Linked DNA regions of Zea mays: region 2 is linked to region 1. Evidence: chromatin contacts called from public Hi-C data. All regions are on one chromosome and are shown on one strand. The core of a region is the stretch at or near the end of the contact, and the rest is flanking DNA. Distances in the headings are between cores, read along the strand shown. Region 1 holds the start of LOC103652863 (GTP-binding protein SAR2). Region 2 holds the start of LOC100279575 (Peroxidase superfamily protein).

What was found. A called contact is a pair of places that touch in the nucleus more often than the background predicts.
Region 2: a contact with region 1 is called in a Hi-C map of leaf, with 2.7 times the contacts expected there. The contact joins the promoter of LOC100279575 here to the promoter of LOC103652863 in region 1. A contact is called at or near these places in 2 of 25 Hi-C or Micro-C datasets (both in leaf).

Annotation. Positions count from the first base shown.
Region 1 is chr4:14,775,904-14,783,553 of Zm-B73-REFERENCE-NAM-5.0, forward strand. LOC103652863 (GTP-binding protein SAR2) reads left to right here and starts at 4,662. Exons shown (of 3, transcript XM_008679842.2): 1 at 4,662-4,857; 2 at 4,977-5,108; 3 at 5,292-5,890. The coding sequence starts at 4,726. The coding sequence ends at 5,612.
Region 2 is chr4:14,911,120-14,918,769 of Zm-B73-REFERENCE-NAM-5.0, forward strand. It overlaps LOC100279575 (Peroxidase superfamily protein), which reads left to right and starts at 3,087. Exons shown (of 3, transcript NM_001317829.1): 1 at 3,087-3,586; 2 at 3,701-3,863; 3 at 3,969-4,955. The coding sequence starts at 3,143. The coding sequence ends at 4,399.

The DNA of each region.
Region 1 (7,650 bases), core at 3,412-5,911:
ACCTAGCATAATCTTCACCGTCAAAGGTTGGCGGTTTGCCTAATGGAACGGAAAGTAATGGAGTATGTCTAGAAGTGCGAGGATAGTGTAAGGGGATCTTACTAAACTTCTTGCGCTCATGGCGCTTAGAAGTTATGGAGGGCGCGTCGGAGCCGAAGGTGGAAGGTGATGAAGTGTCGGTCTCGTAGTAGACCACCTTCCTCATCTTCTTTTTCTTGTCGCCACTCTGATGCGACTTGTGGGAAGAGGCTTTCTTCTCCTTCCCTTTCCCCTTTTTGCGTGATTCTTCCGATGAAGCCTTCCCGTGGCTTGTAGTGGGCTTTTCGCCGGTCTCCATCTCCTTCTTGGCGTGTTCTCCCGACATCACTTCGAGCGGTTAGGCTCTAATGAAGCACCAGGCTTTGATACCAATTGAAAGTCGCCTAGAGGGGGGTGAATAGGGCGAAACTGAAATTTACAAAATTAATCACAACTACAAGCCGGGTTAGCGTTAGAAATATAACCGAGTCCGTGAGAGAGGGTGCAAAACAAATTGCAAGCAAATAAAGAGTGTGACACGCGGATTTGTTTTACCGAGGTTCGGTTCTTGCAAACCTACTCCCCGTTGAGGTGGTCACAAAGACCGGGTCTCTTTTAACCCTTTCCCTCTCTCAAACGGTCACTTAGACCGAGTGAGCTTTCTCTTCTCAAATCAACCGGGAACAAAACTTCCCCGCAAGGACCCCCACCCAATTGGTGTCTCTTGCCTTGGTTACAATTGAGTTTTGATCACAAGCAAAGAATAAGAAAGAAGAAAGCAATCCAAGCGCAAGAGCTCAAAAGAACACAACAAATCTCTCTCACTTAACACTAAAGCTTTTGTGGAATTTGGGAGAGGATTTGATCACTTGGGTGTGTCTTGTATTGAATGCCTAGCTCTTGTAAGTGGTTGGAAGTTGAGAAACTTGGATGACTTGAATGTGGGGTGGTTGGGGGTATTTATAACCCCAACCACCAAACTAGCCGTTTGGTGGAGGCTGCTGTCGCATGGCGCACCGGACACTGTCCGGTGCGCCAGCCACGTCACCGGGCCGTTGGGTTCCGACCATTGGAGCTCTGACTGCTGGGCTCGCCTGGATGTCCGGTGGCACACCGGACATGCACTGTAGAGTGTCCGGTGCGCCACTTCGCACGTGCCTGACTTCTGCGTGCTCTAGCGTGCATTAAATGACTCTGCAGGTGACCGTTGGCGCGAAGTAGCCGTTGCTCCGCTGGCTCACCGGACAGCCCGGTGTGCACCGAAATGGCCGGTGAATTATAGCGGAGCGGAAATCCGAAGCTGGCGAGTTCAGAGTCGCTCTCCTCTGGAGCACCGGACTGTCCGGTGTGCACCGGACATGTCCGGTGAATTATAGTGAAGCGTCTCTGAGAATTCCCGAAGGTGCGAAGTTTGGCTTGGAGTACCCTGGTGCACCGGACACAGTCCGGTGGCACACCGGACAGTCCGGTGCGCCAGACCAGGGCTGCCTTCGGTTATCCCTTGCTCTCTTTGTTGAACCCAATTCTTGGTCTTTTTATTGGCTAAGTGTGAACCTTTGGCACCTGTAGAACTAATAGACTAGAGCAAACTAGTTAGTCCAATTATTTGTGTTGGGCAATTCAACCACCAAAATCAATTAGGAAATAGGTGTAAGCCTAATTCCCTTTCAGTAGTGTATTAGTTATTTTTCTGAATTATGTATTTTTTATTTTTTTAAGTCAAATATTTTAATTGATTTTTATGATTTTGTTTTATTTTATTTGCTTAAGTATGTGATCCAATGAATTTCTATTCAATAAAATAACGTATTTCATGTCAAATAAAAGTCTGTAAAAAAGTTGATGTAAAATTAAGGTAGATAAAATAACTAGTGACGATGATTGGTAATAGAATCTCTACTACTCTATAAGACCTTAGTGTAGACCGCGTGCACCATGGTTCTGCCTCTCCCATCCATACAGTCTCCGACGAGTGGGCCGCATGTTGGCAGTCCGCGCCCCCTCCCAGTTTCCTTCACCTCCTCTCCCATTATTCATTTATAGCAGGTTCTCTCTCCTCCCCATTTCCTCCGCCTCCTCTCCCGCTCACAAGCCAACGACCGAATCGGCCGCCGCCGCTGCTCCCCTCACCATGGAGGATGACGATACCGACCTCGGCACCGGGGGCAATGCCTTCATTCTGCATGGAGGAGGGTCAAAGTGGCAAACCGCGGCACCGACGCCGAGGCGGGCGCAAGTCAGGGCCAGGCACCGATGGGATGGTGCATGCCACTGTTGGACGACATCTCCCCCCTCCCCGTTAGCGGCGGCGGCGACGCGTAGGCGCCCATGCCGCTCCCATCGTCGCTCGAGCTGGACCTGTTCCACCGCGCAGCGGACGCGGGCACGGGCACCGCCGCCGTACGCTTCCCTTTCGGCAACATCCCCATTACGCACCCGTACTATTTCTTCGGGCAGGCTGCAGCCGCCGTGGAAGCAGGGTGCCGTGTGCTCAAGCTGGCGCCGGCGGTCACCGTGGCACAGAGCGACTCGGACTGTTCGTTGGTAGTGGACCTATCGTCGTCGCCACCAGCCACTGTGTCGGCGAGGAAGCCCGCCGTGTTCGATCTCGACCTGAACTGCTCACCGCTGACGGAGGCGGGAGCATAGTCGCCGGAGCTTTAATGACTGTATGTCTGTTAGTTTCTTTCTTCGCCTTTTTCCCGGTAGAGGAAAATTCGGTACTACGCTGAGAGAAACTCTTGTCCGATAGAGGATGACGGGCATTTTTGTAAATAGTTTTTGCGCCGGGGACCTTGCTTTAGCTGATGATGAAAGTTGTATTGTCACCCAAGACAGGTCGTGCCCCTCCCCACGGTCGCCCACAACGCATTTGCAACTATGATAATTCAGAGTAAAGATTTATGTTGATTCTCTGCAGAATTAGTTTTTAAAGGGAAACATATCTCAATTTTCTGGGTTTGTTGGGACAGACAATCAAGTAAGTTTTTTCATGACAGAACCATATTATGTAAAATATCTTTTCTCCCCGTGTATAAACTTTGTGCTAAATTCCACTGTTTTCTGTAATGTTGTACTAGCCTTAATGTCTAAAATGATACAACATAGAATGCTTTAATCAGTGGTAATTTTTCTTTCTTATAATTTCAGTTGTGGTTATCTCATATATATTATTTGGTGTTGGGTACAACTAAAACTTTTCCTTTTTAGTGCCATGTCAAATCCAAAGCAACCATTTACCTTAACGCCCCGTTTGGATCGTTGGAATTGAATTCCATTCTAATAATAATAATTTAGGTATATATCAATTAAGCTAATTCGGTTTTATGCAAAATATATTTATATACTATTATTAGCAAGATGTCGGAGATATTTATGTGCTACATTTTTACTATAGAGGAGTGAGACGAAGAGTGTCATGTAAGTTACAGAGTAGAAACAAATTCTACTAATGCATAAAATCATTTTCCACCCTCCACCCCATAAATTTGAGATAGGCTTATATCTGAACTTTGGAAAGTGGTGGAATGTCAAATTCCAAACTAAATAAGTTACTTTATTGAGTGAATTTCAATTCCTCTAAAATGAAGGGATCCAAACGCCCCGTAAGTGTCCATGCTTTGATATATGAATGAGATACTTGGAGCTTTCAGTTGGCCCATGTTATAACCATATCAAATTCTTTGCAGGCAACTGACTCCCAGGTAATTGATTATAAAAACACTCGTTAATTTTCTGCATACCTTCTCAGTTTTGTTTAGGTGTTAGTTCAATTCTGAAGTCATACCATCAATATTATTTTTTTTGTTATATTTATTGTTCCATATATCTCTTATTGCATCTCAAGAACATTCTGAAGTCACAAAATGCTCTCGGTTTAGGTCTTGATATAGACACACCCATTGATGTAACGAGAGCACAACTTGCATATAAACTTTCTGATGAGGTAACTCTTTTCTTATACAACTTTGTTGCTGCATATTTGTTTTTTTATTTTTGGGATGAAATTTACATCAACACTTATAGTTATAGAGGAATGTCATTTTATATTCATGCTAGGTAAATACCTGTATGTTGCAACAAGAAAAAATAATGCAGCAATAACATATGTATGACCATATATTGTGCTGTCAACCAAAATTAAGTTGTCTCTAGAACTTTAGAGTAGTCCTACATCTTTTAAGATATATAAACATCCACGTATAGGATAACATTTAGTATTTTTGCATATCAATGTATTTTAACATATTGGTTCCGTTGCAACGTACGAGCATATACCTAGTGGATAGTATAAGTGTCATCACACGGTGTCGATTTAACGGTAGACAGAAAAAAGGTAAGCTTACATTGATGCGGCACGAGGCAAGTGGCAGGGTTGGCATGCCGCTGGACGAAGGAAGCGACTCGGCCTCACCTCACCTGCAAGTCTACAACCATCGGATGAAGGATCGGCGCAGCAGATCGAACCGGTGAGGTGTCCCCGTGGTCTGCCCTCCTCGCGCGTTTGACAGAAACATTTCCATTTGTTTTCTCCTTGCGTACCATTCTTTTAATCGAAAATTCCTCTTTGTTTCATGGAATCCCTACGTCTATATATACAGAGCTGGGATGCATGTCATGTCAGGTCGTCTTTCTATATAGGACACACCTTAGCGAGCGAGACGATCGAGAGGCTGCCGTACGTGCCGGTCTCTCTCGTCGGCGGCGATGTTTCTGGTGGATTGGTTGTGCGACTTGTTTGTCTCCCTGCGGCGGCTGTGGCAGAAGGAGGCCAAGATCCTCTTCCTCGGCCTCGACAACGCCGGCAAGACCACGCTGCTCCACATGCTCAAGGACGAGGTACACATTCTGGCGCCCTGGTTTTGCTTGCTACCACATGCAGTTGATGATTTCTTCTCGCGTGCCGGCCGGGATAGTGAACAACGGTCGCCCTGCTGTGTCGTCGTTGTGCTATGCAGAGGTTGAGTCAGCACGCGCCGACGCAGCTCCCGACGTCGGAGGAGCTGAGCATCGGGCGGATCAAGTTCAAGGCGTTCGACCTCGGCGGCCACCGGATCGCGCGCCGTGTCTGGAAGGACTACTACGCCAAGGTTTGCTCCGCTGGCTACTACGCCGACAGCACTCGCCAGCCATGCATCACACTCATCACACGCCCTCTGCTTCTGCTTCATTCACCCATACTTACTTGCATTTATTCTTCTCTCCTGTTCATGCTCTGATGATCCGTGCGTGCACGCGCGTGCTCGCGCGCCACACGCACTTGTTGGCTGCAGGTTGACGCGGTGGTGTACATGGTGGACGCTGCCGACGGCGGCCGTTTTGACGAGTCGAAGACGGAGCTCGGCGCGCTGCTGTCGGACGACGCTCTGGCCGGCGTGCCGTTCCTCGTGCTGGGGAACAAGATTGACATTCCGCAGGCAGCGCCCGAGCATGCGCTTGCCTACTACCTCGGGCTCACCGGCTGCACCACCGGCAAGGGCACCGTGGACCTCGCCGGCACCGGAGTGCGCCCCGTCGAGGTCTTCATGTGCAGCGTCGTCCGTAAAATGGGCTATGGCGAAGGGTTCAAGTGGATGTCGCAGTACATCAATTAAGTAGGCTGGCACAGCAATACAATTACATTTTTCCTACCTCTGAGAGCTCTGACTCGCTCAGACGATTTATCTACTACGAGTCCGTGACTATTATTCAGAAAACCTCTTAGTAGTGATTACATACTAGTGTTTGACGCGCGCCCATGGGCGCGTGTTCAACTATGTTAGTATAAATAGACAGGTTGTTGGAAGCATTAGTGCTGAGAAAATTTCTTAGTACTTGTCACATTCTTTATCTGGCAAGATGGCAGTAATAATACATAAGGGAGAATTTTGTATCTCATATCTTTGATGTAGACTTCTTTGATCATTGTTGAATTGTTGTAGTACTCCCAGGGCATTCAAACACACACCAAATTTTCTCCGTCTACAGAACCATATATAATATCCATGTCTCTTGGAAACTCTTTCGTCAGAACTTCAACCCAAACATCAGAACAATTCTAATTTAGCAGTACTCTTGGCTGACTGTATATTCTATATAGATTTAAGTATGAATGCGAAAAATGTAATTCAGCTTATTCAAGTATAGCCAAGCAAAAGTGCGAAACCTTGCACCATATATGATCAAAGGTCATTCAACAATCAGGATAACATCACGCTGTTTTACCCTTATGGCTTAGCACCACCTCTATTCTCCTCAAATCAAACAAAAGTGAAGCTTGGACTATGGCAATGATTATTGATGGTACAACTACTATACTTGGTTAGCTCCTTTGAAAAACTATTATGCATAGTCACCACACAACATACTGAGAAAAATATATATCTGCACTTTAGGAAAAGTCTAGCAAGCTCTATAGAACATGCCATAGAAATATGAGAATGGCCAGTTGTGCAGGGAATGGCCAGACATCATATGAAAAAAACAACCATAGAAATCTGAGACAAAATAATACCTAGCTGAAATGAGAAATACCAATTAACAATGTATGTAGCTCGGTTAGAGAGTTGGAGAGGAGAAATCCAGGATCCAGGAAATAAGCGAGGCTGCCAGGAGCGAGACCACGGGACTGCAGACCTTAAAACTTCAAAATCTTGCTTCCATCTCCAAGCAACTTGCAAGGCAAAAGACATTTTAGAAGTGAGCTGCATTAGCACATAGTAAAGCAGAGCAATGGAAACCCGATGACCTAGGGAGCAGCAATGGCGCCGTTGCTGGCCTGTGTTCGGCGCTCTGCTGCGGCCTAGCCCCGTCCAAGGACGAAGAAGCGCTAGCGCACAGAGAAGCACTTCGGGATGGAGTTGTGGGCCCGTGTCGATTGCTAGGAGGCGTCGTCGCTGCCGCTCTGCTCTGTGTGCCATCCTGGGCGGCACCGCCAAGAAGGCGAGTTGGAGGCCCGCGCCTTCCTCTCGCAGTGGAGGCGGACCGCTCACTGTCGCGGTCTTGGCCCCCGGCGGCCAGGAAGGAGGCAGAGAAGCAGCCGCCACTCCGTCCGTGAGCCAAGGAAGCGAGGCGGGTGGGGTGTGACGGATCTGAGGCGGGGAGAGGGAGGTAGAGTTACCGGGGCGGCAATGCGAAGAGGGAAGGGTGGAGGCACAGGGGCGGCATGGCGCTAGGCGAAAGCTTGGCCCCACGCCCTGATTCGGAGCTGGCGCCGACCCTTGGAGCCACCGCACGACCGCCCTGAGCTCCGCCGCCGGATTCGGCATTTTAGAGGGAGGGATACAAGGCTCTTGGTGATGGCTCGCAGCGGAGATTGAAGGGGCTGGATCTTGGGACTTCGCAACATCAGTGTGTTGGGTCGCGTAGTCGTTGGGACAGGGCCGGAGGGGGATCTGTTCTCACAGTTGCTTTCGTCGAAGAGGGAGCAGTGGAGCGACCCTTCCCTATGGTGGACGACGGCGGAGTAGCACCGACCTTCGGATTGCTCTGGAATCGCCGTGAGTAGGTGAGAGGCCGACCTTATCCGTTGGCATGGGACGAAGACGGCCACCAAGCCATGGGTGAGAGGGATCTGGAATCTTCGCAGCGCCAGACTGAGACTTCACGGCCAAAGATGTTGGAAATGTTTTTCAACTGTTGGATTGCGATCAG
Region 2 (7,650 bases), core at 1,837-4,336, 130 kb after region 1:
CTAAGACTAGATTACTCCTACTCCTAAGGAAGGGAAATAACAATGCAAATAAGATAAATTTGATAATTACGTTTGATTGGATCGATTTTGTGGGCTCAATCGGCCGTACCCCTTCATATATATAAAGGGGAGGTCTTAATTCATTACAAGTCAGTTCTCGAGTTAATTCCACAAGTTTTGCTCACAAATCCCAAAACCGTTACTGATTCTGCGCTCGCGTGGACCGTACGGTCCGCCTAGCAACTTTGGTGTTCAACAATTTCGATGGTTGGGAGCAAACTAGATTGAAAAAAAATGATGTACAAGAGAGATTCATCACCTCTCCTTATCGACGAGCAGACTCACCAGAGAAGATCGAGGAGAGAGGACCTCGATGGCGGTGGCTGGGTTTGCAAAATCTTTAAATTTTTGGAACTTTGGAAGACGTGATATATATATATATATATATATATATATATATATATATATATATATATACTGGTTAGCTTTAGTTTTTCTTCTTTGTTATGCATATTACGTGTAAATACGATATAGGAAACTAATTAACACTAGGCCATGGCGTGATATATCACTTTTTGTTTGAAACAGCTAGAATAATTTTGGAGACGAAGAGAGTATTCACTATAACAGCCATATATATAGAAAGGAAACAGATCGTGTAATCGTAACAGCCATAGAACGGACGTGCGCATGAATGTCGTAAACTACTCCTATATAACACACACACTCTGCATCATCGGTGTTCCTGCCAATAATGCTCTGCATCGGAGACATGCAACGTGGGCAATAAATAGTGTGTGGCCGTTCAGCCGGTGGCAGCTGCTGCCAGAACAGCGTCGTCGAGCTAGCAAACCTAACAATTGGGCACGCACACATGCATGCACGGCGATCGGCGAGAGTAGAGTTCATTTATTTGTAAAGACACAACGTACAGCTCACACACACACACACATATACTTGCTTGTAGCCGCGTACTACACACTCTCCTGTAGTAGTGCTGTGTGTTGTAAGCAATCTTCTTGTACGCCATAAATGAATGCCGCAATCAGCACAGGTTCGTCGACGACCTGGACAATGTATTAGTGTGCCAGACTCGTGTGCTCCGTTTTATTCCATCAGTTGCTGTTGTTTGATAGATCTGGATTTGAACTTGTTGAAAAGAAAGAAAGAAGGCAGTTTAGATACAAGGGCTGCTTGCTTTCACTGTCAGGGTCTTGATGATGATTATTTCTTCGTGTCTGCTCTGAGAGGATAATAATCTGCCATTCCAGGACCGTACTGGTAGCTGTCCCAATACTTCGGCCTTTTAATTGGGTGGGCCAGTGGGCCGAGCTTCGATCGATCCCGCTCTGAAAGCAGCAGCTAGCAGAGTCGCTGCTGATGTTACGGCCGGCTGCTTGATTAGGTTTCGTTCCAATCTCTTCACTCCATGTCCAAGAAGAAGCTGTAGTTAGTAGTAGTCGCTATTTGGTCGAAACGAGTATTTCGGAGGGCGATTTGTTGTTGTTGTTGTTGTATTAGGTGGGGCAACCAGCAGATGTATACAATTGTTGTTGTTGTAGACGAGGAAGGAAGAAGAAGAGTGTGACTGGTTGAGGACGGACTTGCATGCTAGCTCTTCCGATGACGATATATGAAATCAACAGCTATTTTCTACAAGTGACGTAACAAGAAACAGTCGTCTAGATAAGCCAAATGTATATTATTCTGTTGCATATTGTATCACTGCATTCGTTAGGGTTCATGGTTACTAAATTTGCATGTCGTTTTAGATTACATTTTTCATCTGGTGGGGCATACGTACTTACATTTTTCATCTGGTGTGAAGGCAGGGGGCTCAAGATATATATTTCCAGTGCGAACATAGAATCCAGGGCAGAGCCATTACAAAAAAAAAATCTTTGAAAGGCAGGTGGTAGTAATACGTCGAGGAGGAGGATAGATCCTAAGATTTGTCTTGTGATCAGCAGACCACGCGTCAAGAGGAGAGATCTAGGTTTACTTGTGAAATTCACACGCGAGGAGCCCTCAGGTGCTTGCAGCCAATGCACACATGTGGTGATGAGTGCAACTGTACCTCCTGCAATGGAAAACGGGAGACAACTCTAACCGTAAAAGCCAGGCAGGCCGAGTTGCCCCACATCCTCCAACTCCAACCGGTAACGACGTACTTTCTGGCATGCTTTTCTCCAAGTAAAAGGCTTTCAGAACGAATGCACAAGTACAGGAGTACACACGCATCGATCTGCCCACTTTCTGGATCAGATCCTAGGACTGCAGGTGCATGCAGTCAGTGACGACGTACACAGGCTACACATGCATGCATGTTACCCTGTAATCATTCACCATTCATACGTATGGTAGGTAGCTACGTACGCCAGCATGCAGTAGACAATCACAGAACCAAACCAACCCCGGCAGCTCAGCCGACACCCTCATGTGTGCGGCGCTGTGCCAACCACATTGACCATCTCCTTCCGCTCCTCCTTGGTGCACGTCCCTCTGCCGTGGGTGTAGGACCATGTGCAACGTTCATAGTGAGATTTAATTAAGACTGAACTCCGGGGTATATATGTAGCTAGATTCAGCTGGCCGGGAAATATTTTCACATCAAAGGAATCTCGATATAGAATGAACTATACGTTGATGCGTACAATAAAATTTCCAAAAAGCGAAAACTTATACATGTTCACATTATATTGTAAAAAACAAGCATCGTCACGATTTGTTTGTCTCCTTCCGAGCTTTTCTGTTTGGATCGATTACCTACATGGTTTATGCATGGTTTCAAACACATGATCTAAAATATTGTTTAAAGTTTAGCCGACCTCAAAAAAGAGTTATTGACTTATTAAATAACACACAAATTAAATATTAATGAGCTAAATATGTATGGCAGTTTTTGTGCCGTGTACCAGATGTTCGCCACGTACCTACTACCCTGCTACACAGTCTGGTGAGGTCAAACAATACACCGTGCACCTACACATACTATGCCGCAGCAAAGCATTGGGGCCAACCGCCTCACCAAAATAGCCTATAAAAGCTCATTTACGCAGCTCACAGGACTTGCACGTCTTCCATCCCCGGCGGCCTTGTGCTAGTACCCACCTCGCGATCGACCTCCCTCTCGAACTCAAAGATGGCCGGCACCACAAGGTGTAGTATCAGAGGCAGCAACGCTCCCGGCTTGGCCCTGCCATGCTTGCTGCTGCTGCTGCTGCTCGCGGGCGCAGGCGTCTCCAACGGCCAGCTCCAGGTGGGGTTCTACTCCAAGTCCTGCCCGGACGCCGAGTCCACCGTGGCGTCCGTCGTCCGGCAGTCCGGGTCCGCCGACCCCACCATCCTCCCGGCGCTCATCCGGCTCCAGTTCCACGACTGCTTCGTCCGCGGCTGCGACGGGTCGGTGCTCATCAAGGGCGGCGGCAACAACAACAACAACGCCGAGGTGGACAACGGCAAGCACCAGGGCCTCCGCGGCCTGGAGATCATCGAGGGCGCCAAGACGCAGCTCGAGGCGCAGTGCCCCGGCGTCGTCTCCTGCGCCGACATCGTCGTGCTCGCTGCCCGAGACGCCGTCGCCTTCGTACGTTTGCGCATGATGTGTGTAATATGTCACGTTGATATATAACTGGCCGGGATCTGACCGACGTGAACACGTACGCGCGCGTGACGTACGATGGCGTACGTGTATATGCAGACCGGCGGGCCGTCGTTCGACGTGCCCACGGGGCGGCTCGACGGGAAGGTGTCCAACCTGCGGGACGCCGACGCGCTGCCGGACGTGCACGACGGCATCGACGCGCTCCGCTCCAAGTTCCGCGCCAACGGCCTTGACGAGAAGGACCTCGTCCTCCTCACCGGTACGCATGCTGCATGCATCTCCTGTCTCTCTAGCTAATTAGCTAATTAGCTAGGTACGTACCTAGCTGACCCACGCCATTGCGCCGACACATGCATGCACGCAGCTGCGCACACGGTGGGCACGACGGCGTGCTTCTTCCTCCAGGACCGGCTCTACAACTTCCCGCTGCCGGGCGGCGGGCGGGGCTCGGACCCGACCATCCCGCCGGGCTTCCTGTCGGAGCTCAAGGCCCGGTGCGCGCCGGGGGACTTCAACACGCGCCTGGCCCTGGACCGCGGCAGCGAGAACGTCTTCGACACCTCCATCCTCCGCAACATCCGCAACGGCTTCGCCGTCATCGGCACCGACGCCGCGCTCTACAACGACACGGCCACGGTCGACGTCGTCGACTCCTACTCCGGCCTGCTCAGCAACTTCTTCGGGCCCTACTTCCGGCAGGACTTCGCGGACGCCATGGTCCGCATGGGCAGCGTCGGCGTGGTCACCGGCAGCAAGCAGGGCGAGGTCCGGAAGGTCTGCTCCAAGTTCAACTGACTGATTCCGCTCCCGCCAATGCAATGCAAGCGCGTACCGTCCATAGATCGTCCCTTCATTCATTGCACACAGCTAGCTGGCTGGCCGGCCCCATCCATATAAGCATGAAGAGCACGTACGTACGGTGGGGTTTGGTTGCCTGCTTTCATGGCAGTGTTTCTCTCTTCTTCATCCATTCGTTCCATTCATGAGTACAGAGTACACACATCGCGTAGATCTCTCGTCTCACTGTGCAAATTAAAGGGAGGTTCAAGCAGTGCTTCACTAGCTGTGTATGTATAGTATCGACGAAACGGAAACTGCACAAGGTTTTGAAAAAGCAATTTGCTTAGCTTTAAGATCTGTGCAGCTCTCCTTCTGATGCGGTACACATATATATAGCTACACTGTGGCGTATATATAGGGTATAACATGAATTACTCGGCCTTGTGTTTACATAGAAATTACTACATGAGTCTTGTTGTTCGGTTTTGGAAATTCATTTGCTGTTGTGTCTACTGTAACTGTAAAAAGTGTTGATTTTTATATTGCAATATATATTCATCTGCTTAATTATATATATTTTTTATATATATTCTGCTAGCTGATTGTCATCGGACATTATTGCGCAATTACTTTTTTCTTGTACTGTAGAAGATACTGTCATCGTACGATAGTTATACAAAGTACTCCAACGTCCCCTATAGCTACAGTTAAGTACTCGTATTTGCTATTCATCTATATATATGTTGATAGATCACGCACAACATTTATTCACGGTAAATTATAACTGAGTCAGTCACTTCTAAATGTATGATGAGCAAATTATTCCACACGGCGCAACTGCAAACAAGACCTGCATTTATAACTGAAATTAAAATGATGAGCTGCAGCACTGATGCAAGACCAACCGCACCTCATGCAGTTCTCCTTACAGCAAGGCCATCAAGAAACTTCGCGGCATTTCTCTTGGTTCCATGCCCATCCATGGATGGTTGGCTGGCGGGCACAAGCTGGCAAGAGCTTTATTGCACTGGTTCTGTGTTTTATTGGGAAAAGGACTGCTGGTCTGCAAGAGGAGTGTAGCATGGCGCCACTGCACTATCATGCAACTGCAAAGTGGTGTAGCATTCATGGCGTTTTTCAGCTTCTAGATCTGGCGTGTCTGGCTAGCTTCAGAGGCCGCATTTTGTTTTCGCCAAGATTTGAACTATGGGTACTTTGATTTTGGCTTTTAGTAGTGTACCAGCAGGAGCTAGCTAGCTACCTGGCAGTTACACCTAGATATAAAAGTTTGCTGGACTGAACACTGAAGTACAGTTTTGGAAGTTTAGGTTCGTGGTTCAAATTATTTTCAGGGATGGTAGCAAATTCTGCGTTCTACTTGCCATGACTACTGTTCCCTATTGAACTGGATGAATCAGCCACGTTAAACTATCCCCAGTAGCTTATCCATTCTCATACCATATTCAAAATCTACTCTGCGAACAATACAAGTAAAAAAACAGTGCTTTTGCCTAAACTATGAGTAGACTGCTACAGACGGTCTTACATGGTCCATGATGGATAACATGTCAGATACTACCAACCTTTAGTAGCCTTTAATTTATTTAGACCATCTCTAACAATACCTTAATTCAGTGTCTATCTTGAAATATAAGGTTTAACTCATAAAACACAACTCCAATAATATTCTATTTTATAATTTTTTTATCATAAAAATATAGAACAAACAATAAGGTAGCCTTAATATACTATGCCCTATATTAATGTCATATCCTCTTGTTTTCTGCATTACCATTAACCTAATGTATTTTATTTCCTAAAATACATGATTTAGGGTTTAAGTATTGGAGCTCAATTTGTTTTTAGTGTCCTAAACATTTTAAATGATATGGTAATTTACTTTTTTGTGCACTAACTTAAGGCGCCTTGTTAGAGATGCTCTTATGCCATTCTCAATGGTAGTTTTATCTCACTGTTTCCAATGCTACCATGTCAAGATTTGTCTAGAAAACAATGTTTCCATAGTTTCATCCCCATGAAACTCCCTCATCTCCTACGAGACACTCTCATATATGTCTTCATTTAATTTTTTTTTTGAAAAAGGACACGGCAAGAGCATTGCCATGGCCAAAAATTTATTAGAAAGGGACACTTACAAACACTGGAAAGGAAAAGGAAAAACAACACTAGGGTAGAGGGGGGCAAAGAAAAGAAAAGAAGCACTAGCAAAACAGCCCACTAGAAACCCAGCACGCCACACAAACAAAACGCTAAAACGCTAAAATTAACTAGAAGCTCTTTGCGGGTTGAAATCTTCTTTGACGAAGTTGGCCACTTCTCGCTCGCTCTTCTCAAGACCATGAAAGATTCTTCGATTTCTTTCTTTCCAAATCTCCCACCAAAAGTAAATACAGAGACCATCGAATTCCTTGCGAGCAGTTTTCTCTACTTTTAGTCTGCACTTCCTCCACCATCCATAGACCGACGAGCACTGGTCCAACTTTGGCAGAGAGGAGAGGTTGTACCACGAGCTGAGCCAACTCCAACATGATTTTGTGAATATGCAATCTTTTGCTAGATGGCCCACCGTCTCTGGTTCGCGCTTACAAAGCTTGCAGATAGGATCATTATTCCAACCTCGCTTCTGAAGATTATTGGCCGTTAGAATTTTGTTATGGAGGAGGGTCCATGCAAAGAACCGACATTTAGGCTCTGTCTTCGCCTTCCAAACTGGAGAAAGTTTGAGCTTGGCAAAACTCCCGTGGAACTGAGCCAGGTAAGCACTCTTGGTAGAGTATTCGCCATCTGATGTCCAGCGCCATTTGATTTTGTCTACTTCCTCAATATTTATATGGACTTCATGGATGGCTTCCCAAAGTCTCACAAATTCAATTATTTCAGTTTCCCCAGAAACCGGAGAAATAAGAGAAATCCATGTATTGTTGAGCAGGGCCTTATGTACCTTAATGTTTTTGTGCTTTGCCTTAATGAAGAGATTGGGGGCAATGAGACGCGCCGCCATGCCATTAATCCAATTGGAGAACCAGAAAGAAGCAAGGGTCCCATTGCCAACTGTCACCGAAGTTGAAGCATGAAACAAGTCTCTATCTTCTTTGGTACATGGGGTGTCAAGCCCCGTCCAGGCCCTGTCCCGGTCTCTCCATTGGAACCACATCCAACGGATTCGAAGAGCTCGAGCAAAGCGTTCCAGGTCTACCACTCCAAGACCACCAAGATTTTTTGGGCGTGAAACCGTTGGCCAGTTC